Linked DNA regions of Rattus norvegicus: region 1 is linked to region 2. The links are chromatin contacts, called in public Hi-C maps. All regions are on one chromosome and are shown on one strand. Each heading gives the region's core, a stretch centred on a gene start, on an enhancer-like site or on the middle of the called end of the contact. The rest is flanking DNA. Distances are from core to core; before and after follow the strand shown.

Evidence for each region. A called contact is a pair of places that touch in the nucleus more often than the background predicts.
Region 1: a contact with region 2 is called in a Hi-C map of liver, with 2.5 times the contacts expected there. The contact joins the enhancer-like site here to the promoter of Stard10 in region 2. A contact is called at or near these places in 6 of 12 Hi-C or Micro-C datasets (Schwann cells, frontal cortex, kidney and 2 more).

Annotation. Positions count from the first base shown.
Region 1 is chr1:165,188,837-165,195,009 of GRCr8, forward strand. The region is part of intron 3 of Arap1 (ArfGAP with RhoGAP domain, ankyrin repeat and PH domain 1); the gene reads left to right. Among named protein-coding and RNA genes, the nearest start is that of Arap1, 31 kb to the left of the region's middle. Within about 2 kb of position 2,790, at least 70 of the 93 cell types and tissues checked have an H3K27ac peak or open chromatin away from gene starts, as enhancers often do. A contact at or near this core is called in kidney and liver, where this site is marked.
Region 2 is chr1:165,132,551-165,139,494 of GRCr8, forward strand. It overlaps Stard10 (StAR-related lipid transfer domain containing 10), which reads left to right and starts at 2,187. Exons shown (of 7, transcript NM_001013069.1): 1 at 2,187-2,283; 2 at 2,441-2,760. The coding sequence starts at 2,554.

The DNA of each region.
Region 1 (6,173 bases), core at 1,540-4,039, 57 kb after region 2:
AGCCCCTGTCACTGTCCATTGAGCCCTATGTATAATTCCTATTTATGACTCCAAACGTCACGTGTCTTCCACGGGTCTTACCTCACCGTGTGTCTTCACATGAGTCTATCTTCAAAAACTCTACACCAGTCTGTATCTGCTGACATCACCCGGTCAATTGTCCCAAGTCTGTGGAAGCGGCAAGAAGCCACAGGATCCTCTGAGAAGATTTTTGGTGTCTTTCTTGGTGACAAATAGAGCTCAACAATGCTATGTAAGGTGGACGAGAATACGTGTCTGTGGTTAGCAAAGAATCCGTCATCACGCACCCTTTCACGTGCTTGCTTTAGCAGAACGTCCTTTCACCCGTGTCCGCTCCAGTGAAAGATTCCTTTACCTGTCTGTTTTAGCAAAATGTCTTTTTACCTGTGTCTGCTTCAGGAAAACACTCTTTTACATGTTTGCCCCAGCAAAGCACCATCTGACACAACTGACTTTCCAAAGAAACCCTTAAGTTTCCACTTCACCAGGCTGACCCTCTGGAGATGTTTTGGGAAGGGAGAGGCCTTCAGAAGAGGACAAGGGGAAGAATTCACCTGGGATAAGATTTTAGGGTATAGACCAAGGTGTAAGTAAATCAGGAAAAAAACAAGGATGGGGTTTCTGCCCTCTGCCCTCTGCCCTCTGCCCTCTGCCCTTGATGCCCTGTCTGACCTATCTGGGCCCTCTGTGGGTCTCCTGACACTTGTACCTGTTCAGGAAACCTTCAGGGTAAATAAAAATCATGCCCACAGCCCTGGGCCCCAGGATACAAGGCCCACTCTCAGAGCTACAGTCCGGACACAGGTACTTGGCTAGTGTATGGGGGGAGTCAAGGCCTCTAAATAAGACATCTGGCCCCTCAGTAGGAATGGGGTTGGGGCAAATTATAAAATGGTGTAATACTTGCAAGAAATCTGTATGCATTCTTCATGCTTTTTTGCCTTGTTTGTTTGTTTGTTTGTTTGTTTTTCTGTGCTTTAGGGTCGATCAAACTCAGGGCTGTGCATATGCTAGGCAAGCTCTTTCCCACTGGTCTGTGTTTCCAGCCCCATCTCTTGTACTACAAATCTTCTGGGCATTACTTACAGTGCCACATACACTGCGAATTGTCTGTAGATAACTACCATACCGGATTTGTCAGGGAATAGGGACAAGGAAAAGAAGCCTCATGTATTCAGGATAGATGTGGGTTTGCTGCACACTTTTGGATCTGCAGTTTGTTGACTCCTGGATGTGGAGCCACAGGTTGCAAAGAGACATCTTGATTTGCACAGTTTGGGGCCATTCCTTAGGGCAAAGTGGTGCCAGGCCTGGCGTCCTTTGTCCTGGGGATGAGGCCTCGATAGTCGTAGGCATCTGCGGTCCTCAGCTCATGGATAGACAAAGGCTTTAGGTTTTTTAAAAAATATGTATATGAGTACACTGTCGTTGTCTTCAGACATACCAGAAGAGGGCATCGTATGGTTGTGAACCATCTGGGAATTTGACTAGGAATTGAACTCAGGACCTCTGGAAAAGCACTCAGTGCTCTCTGAGCCATCTCTCCAGCCACTGGTTTTGTTTTGTTTTGTTTTTAATTTTTACTTTATGTGTATGGGTGTTTTGCCTGTCTGCATGTCTGTACACATGTGTAGGTACACATATGCACATTTGGCCAGCTGTCAGGGTGGTGCATATTTGTGTTGGTTCTACAGGTGGCCATGCTTGGTCCTAATAGGTACAGGGATCTGTACGGGTGACAGGTCAGTATATCCGGGTCCCCCGGGCTGAGTAGGCATATGCACAAGCCTGAGCGTATTGCTGCTGTGGGGCTGGCAGTGCCAGTTCGCATTGTTAATAGTGTGCAGATGCTGTTTGGGTAAGCAGATTGGCACGTTTAGTGTTTGTGTACTGTCAAGTGTGAGTCACTGTGCACATATGTGTGTGCATATGCTGCCAGGCACCATTAGAATGTCAGCTCTCCTAGGGCTGTGGGATCTTCGTCAGTGTTTCCTTTACTATTGAACGCCTGGCAAGCAGTACCTAATAGGCCCCTTTGACATGTCATGGAGAGGAAAGGCCAGTGATGCCAGGGGATTTCACACTGTGGGTGCTGAGCTTGGACGTCTTCAGATGATGTGAGCAGGCCTAGGTTCAGACTGGCCATAGAGCTCAGGGACCCTGAGCGCATCACTCCAAAGCCTTCTCCTTAATTCCTGTCATCCCATCTGTGGGGATGGTGACAAGCAAGAGGCTGATAGTCTTCTAGGCTACAGAAAAGCTGTAAGCAAACCAGAAAACAAGGAAAGATGGGGCTCCCTCCTTCCTGCCTGGTCAAACTGAGGGCTTTTAGAGGCAGGCTCACACACATCCTGAAGACCCCACTTTACCTCTGCATCTGTAACATTGACTATTTCAGCCCATGCCTATGAATTGGCTGCAGGGAAACTTGCCCAAAGCCACTCCACCCCAGAGAGGAAACCAGCATTCAGATCCTGCCTCCTGGCCCTGTCCACTCAGCTTCAGATGTCAGAGACAAAACCCTCAGGACTTGCTTCTCTGGATCACAGAGGGATTGTTTCTGATCAAGGGTCCCAGAGCCACTCCACACAGCCCCTTCCAACTCCCTGTGGGTCTCAGCTTCCTCCTCTGATACTCGGATACCTATAGGTATTTGAGGGAAAGGAAGTATTTGCCCAGAGTGGCCAGCCACTGTCAGGAGTCACACCTTGCAAGGTTTCCCTTCAGTGCCCCAGAATGCCTTGCCGCTCAGCCAATCCGTGGTCTTTCTGAAGACTGATCACCTGTTGCTGGGGCAGAAACTGTCCCTTCAGGGAGCCTATTTTGCAGCCTCTTTGGGCCTCTTTCAGGAGGTTAGGGTGGAGGATTCATATAAGGGCTAGCCAGAATCAGGGCTTCCTGGACTGGTACCCTGTGAGGCCTCAGGGGACCAGCTGACAGGGCTAATTGCCCCATTTTACTTTGGCTGGTGCTGGCGTGGCCTGAGGGGCGGGGAGGAAGTATCTGTCCCAGGGGATTATGGGTGACGTTTCTCTCTTTCTCTCTCAGTGTTTTCAGGAAGTGTGTTGGCCTAGGCTGAAGGGGGGCGGGGAGGGGGTAAGAGAGGCAGAGAGCAGGAAGCAAAGACCAGAGCTGGATACACACACACACACACACACACACACACACACACACACACACACACACACACTCACACACACTTATACACTCACGCAATCTCTTTCCCTCCCGGACAGACTTATGATTATATTCACACACACACACATTTACACACATTCAGAGACACTCCCCATAGGTATACATAGACATACCTGGGGCTCACATATCCAAGGGAACAGACCCAGACACAGCCAACAATAGGGGCTCTGGCCACAGGACCAGCCAGAGCCCACACAAGCTTCCACCGGCAGACACAGGGCACCCTGGCACATACTGCTCCACCTGGCTGGAGCCTTAGGCGTTCTCAGGCCCAAGACAGGATTCAGCAGGCCTCTGAGGGTGAGTGAGGGGCAGCCCTGGCTAGGGTGTTGGGCAGGTGGGAGGGTTGGAGGATGAGTCACTCTTTGTGTGACTGTCACTTTCTGAGCTGCTTTTCCAGGATGCTGTGCTTTCCCTTGGTTTGCTCAGACAGTTCCAGGACCGTTTCTCGGCTTCTCCTGTTTTTTTTTTTTTTGTTTGTTTGTTTGTTTTGTTCTGCTCTTTTCTAACACTGTCCCCCTTCTCCTTCCTTCTCTCTGTTGTCTCCACATCAGCCTTTCCTAGTGATCCTAAATGCCTGTTTTCTGAGCCTTTGTCAGACCTGCCCCACAGACTGTTGTTGGGGTGAGTGTGTGTGTGTGTGTGTGTGTGTGTGTGTGTGTGTGTGTGTGTGTGTCCATGTGCATTTGTGTTTGTGTAGGAGGGTCCTCTGCTCCTTGCTCTCTTCTGGCATTCATTCCCACTTTCCTGCACCATAAGGCAATTCCCTTGGCTCCCCAAGGGAATTTAGGCTAGTGTGTTAAGTTCAAGAATGCTATGTGTCTAAATTCCCATACCCCCAGCCCAAGGTGACAGGGACCTACCTAAAGAGGGCTGGCATTTCATTTGTATGGTTCCTCCCGTGGTGTCTGGGTGATTGGTGGGTGCATGCTGAGTGTGAGGTTGCCCTCCCCTCCTTCCAGTTATCAGGAATCCCTAATGAACCCAGCACCCCTTGGGTCACTGGGAACATATTATGGCCTCTACTTTGGACTGGTCACCAGAAGTGTGGGGGAGGGGTCATGGATCTGTCTGAAAGCTCGCCATGGGCTGACCTGCTCTTCTTGTCCTCAGGGAGACAGTAGAGTCAGACCCAGGAAATACACAGAGCAGATGCTACCTGCCTCTTGCCCACCACAACAGGATTGGTCTGTGGGGCTCAGGTCTTGGAGTGGTATGGAGGCCCACCAGGCTGTTAACTAGAGGGTGAAATCCACATTTGGGTGGATTTCCTGGAGGGTGAAGTGAGTTTTAAGCAAAAGGGGGATCCATGGTTTGGGGTCATTTTATGTAAAACGTTCTGGCAGAAGCCAGGCCCACAGTAGTGCCTAGGAAGGGGAGCCCCTGGCCCAGGAAGAAGTGTCAAGTGGCATGCAGGCTGCAGACCTCTGTTCCTACAAAGGAGGCCTGATAAGAGCTTTGTGTACTGTGGCCTGGGCAGAAGTGAGTAGGACAGAGCCAGGGTGTGCAGCAGCCCATGGTGGAGGAGGAAGGACAGAAGTGACATGGGGGAAGTGAGGAGTGCAGGACCCAGCTGTTGAGGAGGAAGTGGGCAGCTGGGAAAGTTTGCCACTGGAAGGGGGCATCAGGAAAGGCCAGAGTCCCCAGGTCACTGGGCCTGGCCTCGTCTTGCAGCTGTGCTGGTGAAAGTCCTAGGATTGGCCTGGGTCCTTCTAAGGTCCCTGGAACATTTTAGGGGGAAAGTTCTGACTCTGGGGTAAAATGTGCTCTGGGTCCTTTGTCCTTTGAAGTCATTGCAGTGAAACAAACATCGAAGGAAGGATGTAGCGTGCAGAATGATTGGAAATACGGAGGTAGTCTGGAGAGGCGGCTCAGTTGTGAGAAGCACTGGCTGCTCTTCCAGAGGACCTGGGTTCGATTCCTAGAGCCTACATAGTGGCTCACTACACTTATAACTTCAGTTCTGGGGCATCTGATTCTTCTGACATCTGTGGGCATCTGCATGCAGGTGTTGCACTTACGTGCACACTTACGCTTGAAATATAAATAAATCTTAAAGATAGAGAAGTAGTATAGAGGGTGGGGGAGTCCCAAAGAAGCCCCTAAGAAGCCTGAGGCATGATGGAAAGTCCGCAGTAGAGGAAGAGGAGGTGGGATATATGTCTCAGGGAAGAGTACGAGTTAGGCTAGACAGGGACAAGTGTCTGCGGTGAAAGGAATGCTTTATACAAAGGTTTTGAAGGATATGGTTATAGACTGCCGCTTGGGACTGCAGTTAGCTCAGAAGTTAAGAATTCATACTGCTCTTGCAGAGGACCTGAGTTCGGTTCACAGGACCCACATTGGGTAGTTCACAACCACCTGGAACTCCAGCTCCAGGGTATCCTCTGGCCTCTGCCCTCATGTGCATATACCTATACAGACATGTACACACATACGGAATGTTTATAGACTGCAGACTGGCCTCAGATTCACAGAGATCTCCCTCCCTCTGCTCCCTGAGTGCTGGGATTAAAGATGTGCACCACCATACCCGGCCTCGGATTAGCTTTTTGTAGAGTGCTAGAAAGTGAATGGATAAGGAATAGGGAGTTAGTCCAAAGTCTGCTTGACCTGCAGGCTGTCCCTCTCTGCAGCCCTCCTGCCCTCAAAGTGAGCCTTGGCTTCTCTGGCTGGAGGTGGATATAGATGCAAGCATTAGGGAGGAGCCCAGGGCGTTTGCAGGACGAGAAGGCTGTAATGCAGCTTGTGGCCTAACCTGTGAGGCTGTGACTCCTTTGGCTACAACCCAGGTAAGAAACCGTGCTGCCACACGTGAGAGCAGTGTGAGAGAGCCTGCTAGTTGGTCAGAGGGGAAACTGAGGCTCAGAGGTGCTGACTGAGCTCTGGGGCTCAAACCCAGACCTATCTGCCCTCAAACTGGAGCAGCCGCATGTCACTGTGTCTAGGACAAG
Region 2 (6,944 bases), core at 937-3,436:
GCTTGGGGAAGGTGGACATGGGCAAAGGAGGTTCAGAGAGTTAGTGCCTGGGGCCTCTCAAGCCCAAAGCCACCTACTCATTCCCAGACACTTCTAAAGAGGGTGAGTTTAGAGGGCGTGCGTGTGATTAGCTGACGCTTCCTCCCACACCGCTTCCTCCCACACCGATGGGAGGCCTGGGTATCTAAGGTCAATTGCACAGGCTGATGGGGACCTGCGGTTTTGTTTTGTTTTAGACTTACTTTGTAGAACACCCTTCAGGGCAACTTGCCATCATGGCTATGTGTTTACACTGATTTATTTCTTATTTGTGGTACTAATGATTAAATCTAGGGCTCTACCACAAAGTTACAGCCTCAGCCTTTAAAAAAAAAAACAACAGAAACAAAGCAAAACAAACAACAAAAACAAAAACAAAAACAAAAAAACGATTGCAGGTCTTACTTTGTTGCCTGTGCTGGTTTTGAACTCAATATGTAGCCCAGGGAAAGCCTTAAACTTTGAATCTTCCTCCTCCGTCTCCTGAGTAGCTGGGGTTATAGGCCTGCGCTACCACAGGCAGCTTCCTGCTCATTTTAAAATTGGGCGCGATTTACAAACATCTCAGAGCCCTGAGCACTTCAGGAAAAAAAAATACACATCTATTTGTGAACCTGCTGCAGTGCTGAGTCCGCGGTTTTCTCTTAACACCTGTAAGAAAAGAAATCTACACGGTGAAGATAGGAGGTGACGAGAGCCCAGGGAGAGAATGCAGAGGGCACAGAAAGAAGCCCTGGGTGGCAGAGGCTTGGTACTTTGGCTCTCACTCTGGCACTACTAAGTCAATGGTGGTCACTTATTGTTCCTTCTCTCCAGAGGAGCATATCAAAAGTCTTCTGTGGCCCAGGACCAGTGACCAGACTGTCATGCTCATACTGGCCTGGTCCTTGCTCTTGCATTGAGTAGATGAAACAGAGCTGGCACAACGGGTCAGGGCTTCCAGTATGGAAAAGTAGGCAGAGGAGTTAGCGAACAGATCTTAAATCAGGCTACAGAGTAGGGCTCTGGGCCACTCTATTCTGTTGAGGGGTGGCGGTGGCCGGGGAGGGGGTGGGGTGGGGCTCCAGCATTCTGGGGCCCTGTGCTTTTGAGTACTAGTGTTACCCTACGGGATGTGTGTGTACATGGGTGAGAGCTAAAGAGGGGTGCATTTGGAAGCTATCAAATAGCAATGTGAGAGGGTGCTGGTTCAGGACCCCTCTCTGGCCCGCGTGAGACTGAAGTGGAAATTTTGCCAAATGCTGGCCAGCCTGTGAACCTTGAGCCTTTTAAGTTGGATCAACTTCCGGCTGGGTTTGCACACCCTAGTGGGAATTGAGTTGGGTGTGTGGAGGAGGCTCGTTATGCTCTTGGTTGATGGAGCTTGCAAGCTGTGGACATCTCTAAGTTAGTTACTGAGGATCTGTCATCCCTATCCCTGCTAGTTAGGCTCTCAATTGTCATGGCTGTGTGTGCCCACCCTTGAATCTCTGAAGTGGTGTGTGTGTGTGTGTGTGTGTGTGTGTGTGTGTGTGTGTGAACAAACTGTTGCAGAAGTGTGTACCTACCTGCAAGGGTGGGAGCGAGGAGTAGAGAAGGAGCTCCCAGTTAACTTCCAGAATCCCTCTTGGCACCTCAACCTTACTCTGAGAGCCCAGGCTACTTTGCCTTTTGGCTACATCGCTACTGCTCACTGGTCCCGGGTCTTCTGCTAGTCTACAGCTCCTCCCGGACTTTGCCCCTTCTCCGGGGCTTACGGGGGCGGGCGCTAGGACCCGGCGGGGCGGGGCGGGGCTCGGTGCTCCCGCAGCTCTTACCTCCGCAGCCTGGAAAATACCAAGCGAGGCGAGCGGAGCCCGGGAGCCCGGAGCCTAGCGGGAGGGAGGAGGGCGGAGGGGGCGCGCGGGGCGGGGGGCGCGGAGCGGGGCGGGGCCGGCGGCAGGACCCACTGCTCCTCCCCCCAGGGCCCCCGCGCGGCCCCCGGTCGCCCGGGCAGCGGAGGCAGCGGCGCCGGCGGAAGAGCTCGCACCCCGGCCCCGGCCCGCCCCGGCAGAGAAGCCCGTACAGGTGAGACTTGGCCACCACGCCCCGCCCCCACCATGGCCCCGCGCAGCTTGCTGCCGAGTTAGTTGTGCGAGTCCGGCCAGCACCGCGCGGGGACTCCGTGCCAGACCCGCACCTGCGATCCCCAGAGTCCCGCCCGGCTCTCGCGGGCTCCTGCACCCGCTACGCAGCAACCCTACTGCCGCTCCAGGGAAGTATGAGGTCGCTCCTTGTGGGAGGGTGGTGACTGTCCTGTGCCGGTGCACAACCGCCTGGGGCCAGTACCTGCCCTTCTAAAGCTGTCCGCTGGTCCGGGACCCCGGCTAGCCCCACCCGCGCCCCTAGCGCACTGACTCTGGTCCCCAAACCGGTCTTGCAGGTCCCAGGAAGGTGGCGTCAGCATCTGCAGCCGCGCCGACGTTGTCTGAGCCTCCGCGGAGGACCCAGGAGAGTCGGACTAGGACCAGGGCCCCGGGCCTCCCCACGCTCTCTATGGAAAAGCCAGCTGCTTCAACAGAACCCCAAGGGCCTCGGCCCGCTTTGGGCCGTGAAAGTGTCCAGGTGCCCGATGACCAGGACTTCCGCAGTTTTCGGTCAGAGTGTGAGGCCGAGGTGGGCTGGAACCTGACCTACAGCAAGGCCGGTGTGTCTGTGTGGGTGCAGGCTGTGGAGATGGATCGAACTCTGCACAAGATCAAGGTAGGGTTGCTCTGTGGTACCTGCAGCCTCCACTCCTCCTGAACTGTCTCTCACAGGAGTCTCCTCGTCCGACTCAGACCAGGAGCCCATAGAGGGGTGCATGTGGGCGCAGTCTCCTAATATAAGCCAGGAGAAGGTATGGTCCCCCATTATACACATGGGCCATACCACTTATCTGGCTCACGGAACTCTTAACTAGGCATGCCAGTGTGTTTAGGAGATGGGTGATGGCCAGGCATACATAGGGGAATAGTGTTTCTCAGAGGTCTGTCTTTCAGAGTAGCGTCTGCTTGGACCCTTCGTTTGACTCCGTAGGTGGGTGAATGGCCCACGTCCTCTGTCACCCAGGGCTCTCTAGTCTGAGATGGGTCTTCTGCTCATCTCTCTGCACTCTTGTGTGCAGAGGATGAGATTCCTTCCTGCTTGGTTCCTCTAGTCTTCCCTGTCCCTGCCCTGTGGCTCAGTGAGGCTCCGTGTCTTCAGCAGGCCTTTAGGACTGTGGCTGGCAGCTCCTGATGGCTCTCTTGCCCTGAGCCATACTAGGGGTGAAGTTGGGGAAGCGGGGTCTTAGGGTCAAGGGAAAACAGCTCAGAAGGCAGATGAATGAATACTCACTAGCCCCTCACTGCCATTTCTCCTCCTCCCGGCCCCATGATTCTCTTCTCTCCGTCATGACAGGGCAGCTTAGGGTTTGATGGGGCAGAGATCCTGGTCTAGGGGCCTCAGTAGCTGTTTCTCACACATGTGGTTTTGTCGTGAGTGCCACATTGCAGGGTGTGGACTTCCCCTTAGAGGGCTCTTGGAAGGCCCTAGCACCCTTCTCCAGCTCTGAGTCTGTGGGATGCATCCCTGCTCTTGGAGGCCAGGGTGTTGGACTATCTTAGCAGGGTCCCTGCTGCCTAGGGCCTGGTCTGTGACTTCTGACCTTATACTAGAGCCTGAGGTGCTGACCTTTCCCCTCTGGCCCTGTGCTTTTTTTTGCCTTGTCCTAATCATTTATAGCTTGATCCACCTGTCCCCACATGGTTGGCTTGCTCTCCCTGCTGTCCCTTTGCCCTCTGTGACTCTCTCTGTATGCCCTTGCTGACTGACTCTCTCTGGGTTTCTGTATACCTCCTTGCTCTGAGTCTCTCCCTAGGCTTAAAGACCCTGGGCTGGAGTTTCTTCAAGGCCTAGCCTAGGGTCTGAGCCTGAGGAGCAGGGCGGAAAGGGCAGCTGGTAGTGTCAGCGTGTTGCTGACTGCATTCAGGGTCCTCCCCACAGTGTCCACCAGGGTAGTGGTGTTGGAGAAAGAAGGACATGAGAACAGAGTCAAAGGTGGGGGACTGAATGAGAAAGGCTTAAAGCCAGCAGTGTGCAGGGGCTGGGAAGTTTGCCTCCCAAGGGACTGCTCTCATCTGTGCGTGTGTGTGTGTGTGTGGGGGGGGGAGTGTGTGTGTCTATGGGGGAGTGTGGGTACTGCCACCCTTTGTCAATAGGGTGGGGTTGCCTCCTCCATCTGGCTTGGTTAATGAATAAACCCAGTCTTGCCCAGGATGGATAGGAGTTGGCAAGTCTGGAGACTAGGTTGCCTCAAGCAGACCCCTTGTGGCTAGATTAGACTTGAGAAGGGAGAATATTTGAAGAAGCTGTGGTGTTATGAGCTTCTGGGCAAGACATATGTTTTCTCCAACACACCGGGTTCCAGTGCTTTACATACTGAACAGAGGCTAAGGTACTAGGCAGCCTTTTGTGCAACCTGCTTAAGGAGAGAGAGAGAGAGAGAGAGAGAGAGAGAGAGAGAGAGAGAGAGAGAGAGAGAGAGAGAGAATATATGAATATGAATACTTAGAGTCCTGATGGGTTAGTCTCCAAGTCTAATCTTGTCTCTAACTTTTCTCCCATACTGCCTCAGCCCCATTTCCCACAGTAGAGGAGGGAGGCAGAACCTAGGCCCAGGGAAGAGACTGGCACCTTAGTTATAGATATCACCAGTGGCCAGGCTCCATGTCTGGTCTTCTCAGCACAGATGGAACTCTGGGAGATGAGCTGAGGTCTCTGAGCTTCCCGTCCCCAGATTCCAGGACTTCTAGTTGCCACAGTTAGCCTCTTTCTGATAAACACCCTCCTCCCATCGAAGCATTTTCTTTTGGTTATCTGATTTAGCCTCAGGCTAGTCCTGGAGAGTCTTCAGCTTGCCTCTGTGTTACTAAGAAAGAAACAGACCAAAAGAAAGCTCACCCTACAACTGGTAGGAGTGCAACCCGGGTCAGCATGCTCCAGTGCTGCTGCCCTCTCTGATGAATTTGCATCCTTGGGCAACACTGGCCTTTAACCCCATCAATAACTCTTTGAAGAACTGAAGGACACTATGTTCCCATCATCCTACTCTTGTTTGATGGATGACAAAGCTGAGGCCCAGAGGGGTGAGTGACTCTTGCCAAGGTCATACATCAGGTAGAAACCAGAATCCCAGGGATCATTGGGTCATTGCAGGAAACTGGGACTTAACCTCAATTGTTTGTTGAAACTCTGGTTCCTCTCTTCCCCTTTCTTCCCCCCTCTCCTGCATCCTGTGCTGTTGTGTGTGTGCCTGTGTGTGTGTGTGTGTGTGTGTGTGTGTGTGTGTGTGTATACATGTGTGCGTGTATAGGGGGGTGCCTTATTTTCTTCATCGATTTTACCTTGCTCTTCTCCCTATCTCTGTCCAAAGGTCCCTGGAAGCCACCATGGCTCTGGGCCCAGCCGACAGCTAGGACAAATAAAAGAGGCTAATGGAGGCTACCCCTACTCTTTCCCTCCCCCCTGGCCTCTGGCCTGCTCTGGCTTCAGGCCTGTACTGGGCTCTGGGTTAGTGGACAGGAGGCAAACAGTTCCTCCTGCAAGTCTAGGCCCCTTGTACCAGAGCAGATGTTGAGTATGGATGGCAGAGAACAAGCAGAGAACCCAAACCCAGGTTTCTCAAAGCCCAGGCTTGAAGAAATAGAAAAATACTTTCAGTCATTCAACCAGAGAATTGTCTAGATCTGGTATCTTTTTGCTTTGTGTGACTGAGACACAGCCCTTCCACTCTCTGAGCTGTCTGGTTACCTGCCATTGGGCCTTTCTGATTTGAAGGATCTCTGAACTCAGTGGCTGGGCCAGGACACATGAGAGAAAGAACAAGGCACCCCTGGCAAGCGTGCGCTGGACGACCTGTGCTCAAGTCTTCTGTTGCTTACTGTATGTCTGTCTATGTGGCAGGCAGAGGAGGACTCCTGGCTTCTTCCTAATGCTTTCAGTGCTACTGGAGAGAGGGAAGGCAATTCTAGGTGCATCCAGGCCTACAGGCCCTAGTTTGTGAGCACACACTGTAGCAGGGATGACCCAAGAAGGACCAGGACCTATGACAAGAGCAGACTGGTGTCAGGATCTTTGGGGACTTGGAGTTAGAATATCTGTGGGAGTTCTTGAGAGCTTCTTGCCCCAGGAAACTCATTAATAGGGACTCGTCTCCTGACTTCTGGTCCTGTGGTCCTTCCTTTTCCTTTGGTGAAAGCTCTAAATATCTCCTCCTGGCTCAGGCTCACTGTCCACCTGTCCCATGACACAGCTACTTAGGGTACAGTCTCTCAAGCCAATGTCCAGGTCTTAGTACCCATTCATGAGTACCGCATTCTCCTGTGACATATGGCTCACCTAGGGATCTCTGAGTACCTTTCTTACCTTCAGAGTCTGGGACTCAAAGCTGTCCTGGGAAAGACAAGGATATGTAGGGCCAGGACCACCAAGTCTGCCATTGTCCTGTAAGGTAGGACTCTTCAGTCCAATGGAGTAGATGTGGAAAATGGAGGCTCAGAACAGGGGTCCACTTGTACAAGACCAAACAGTTAGAAGTGGCTGATGCTGGATCAGAGCTCAGATCCTTGCCTCCCCCACGCCCCAGTCAAAACTGCCTTCTCTCTGCCCCTTGGCCTGTCTCTCAGCCCTATAGGCCTCTCTGTCTCCAGAACCCCATGGAGATTTACCCTCTGTCCTTGGGTCTCTCTGTGCTGTGTCATTGTGAGAGGATACCTTGAAGGAGACCCAACTGGGTAAAAGTCCAGGGTCTGAGGGGTTACTTCACCTCTCTGGATCTGTTTTTCTTGTCTGTGGTGTCAAGGATGAGAGGTGACATGGTTTTAGGAGTTGGGGGAGTTCAGCTCCTGGTTTGGCCTTTGCTTCTC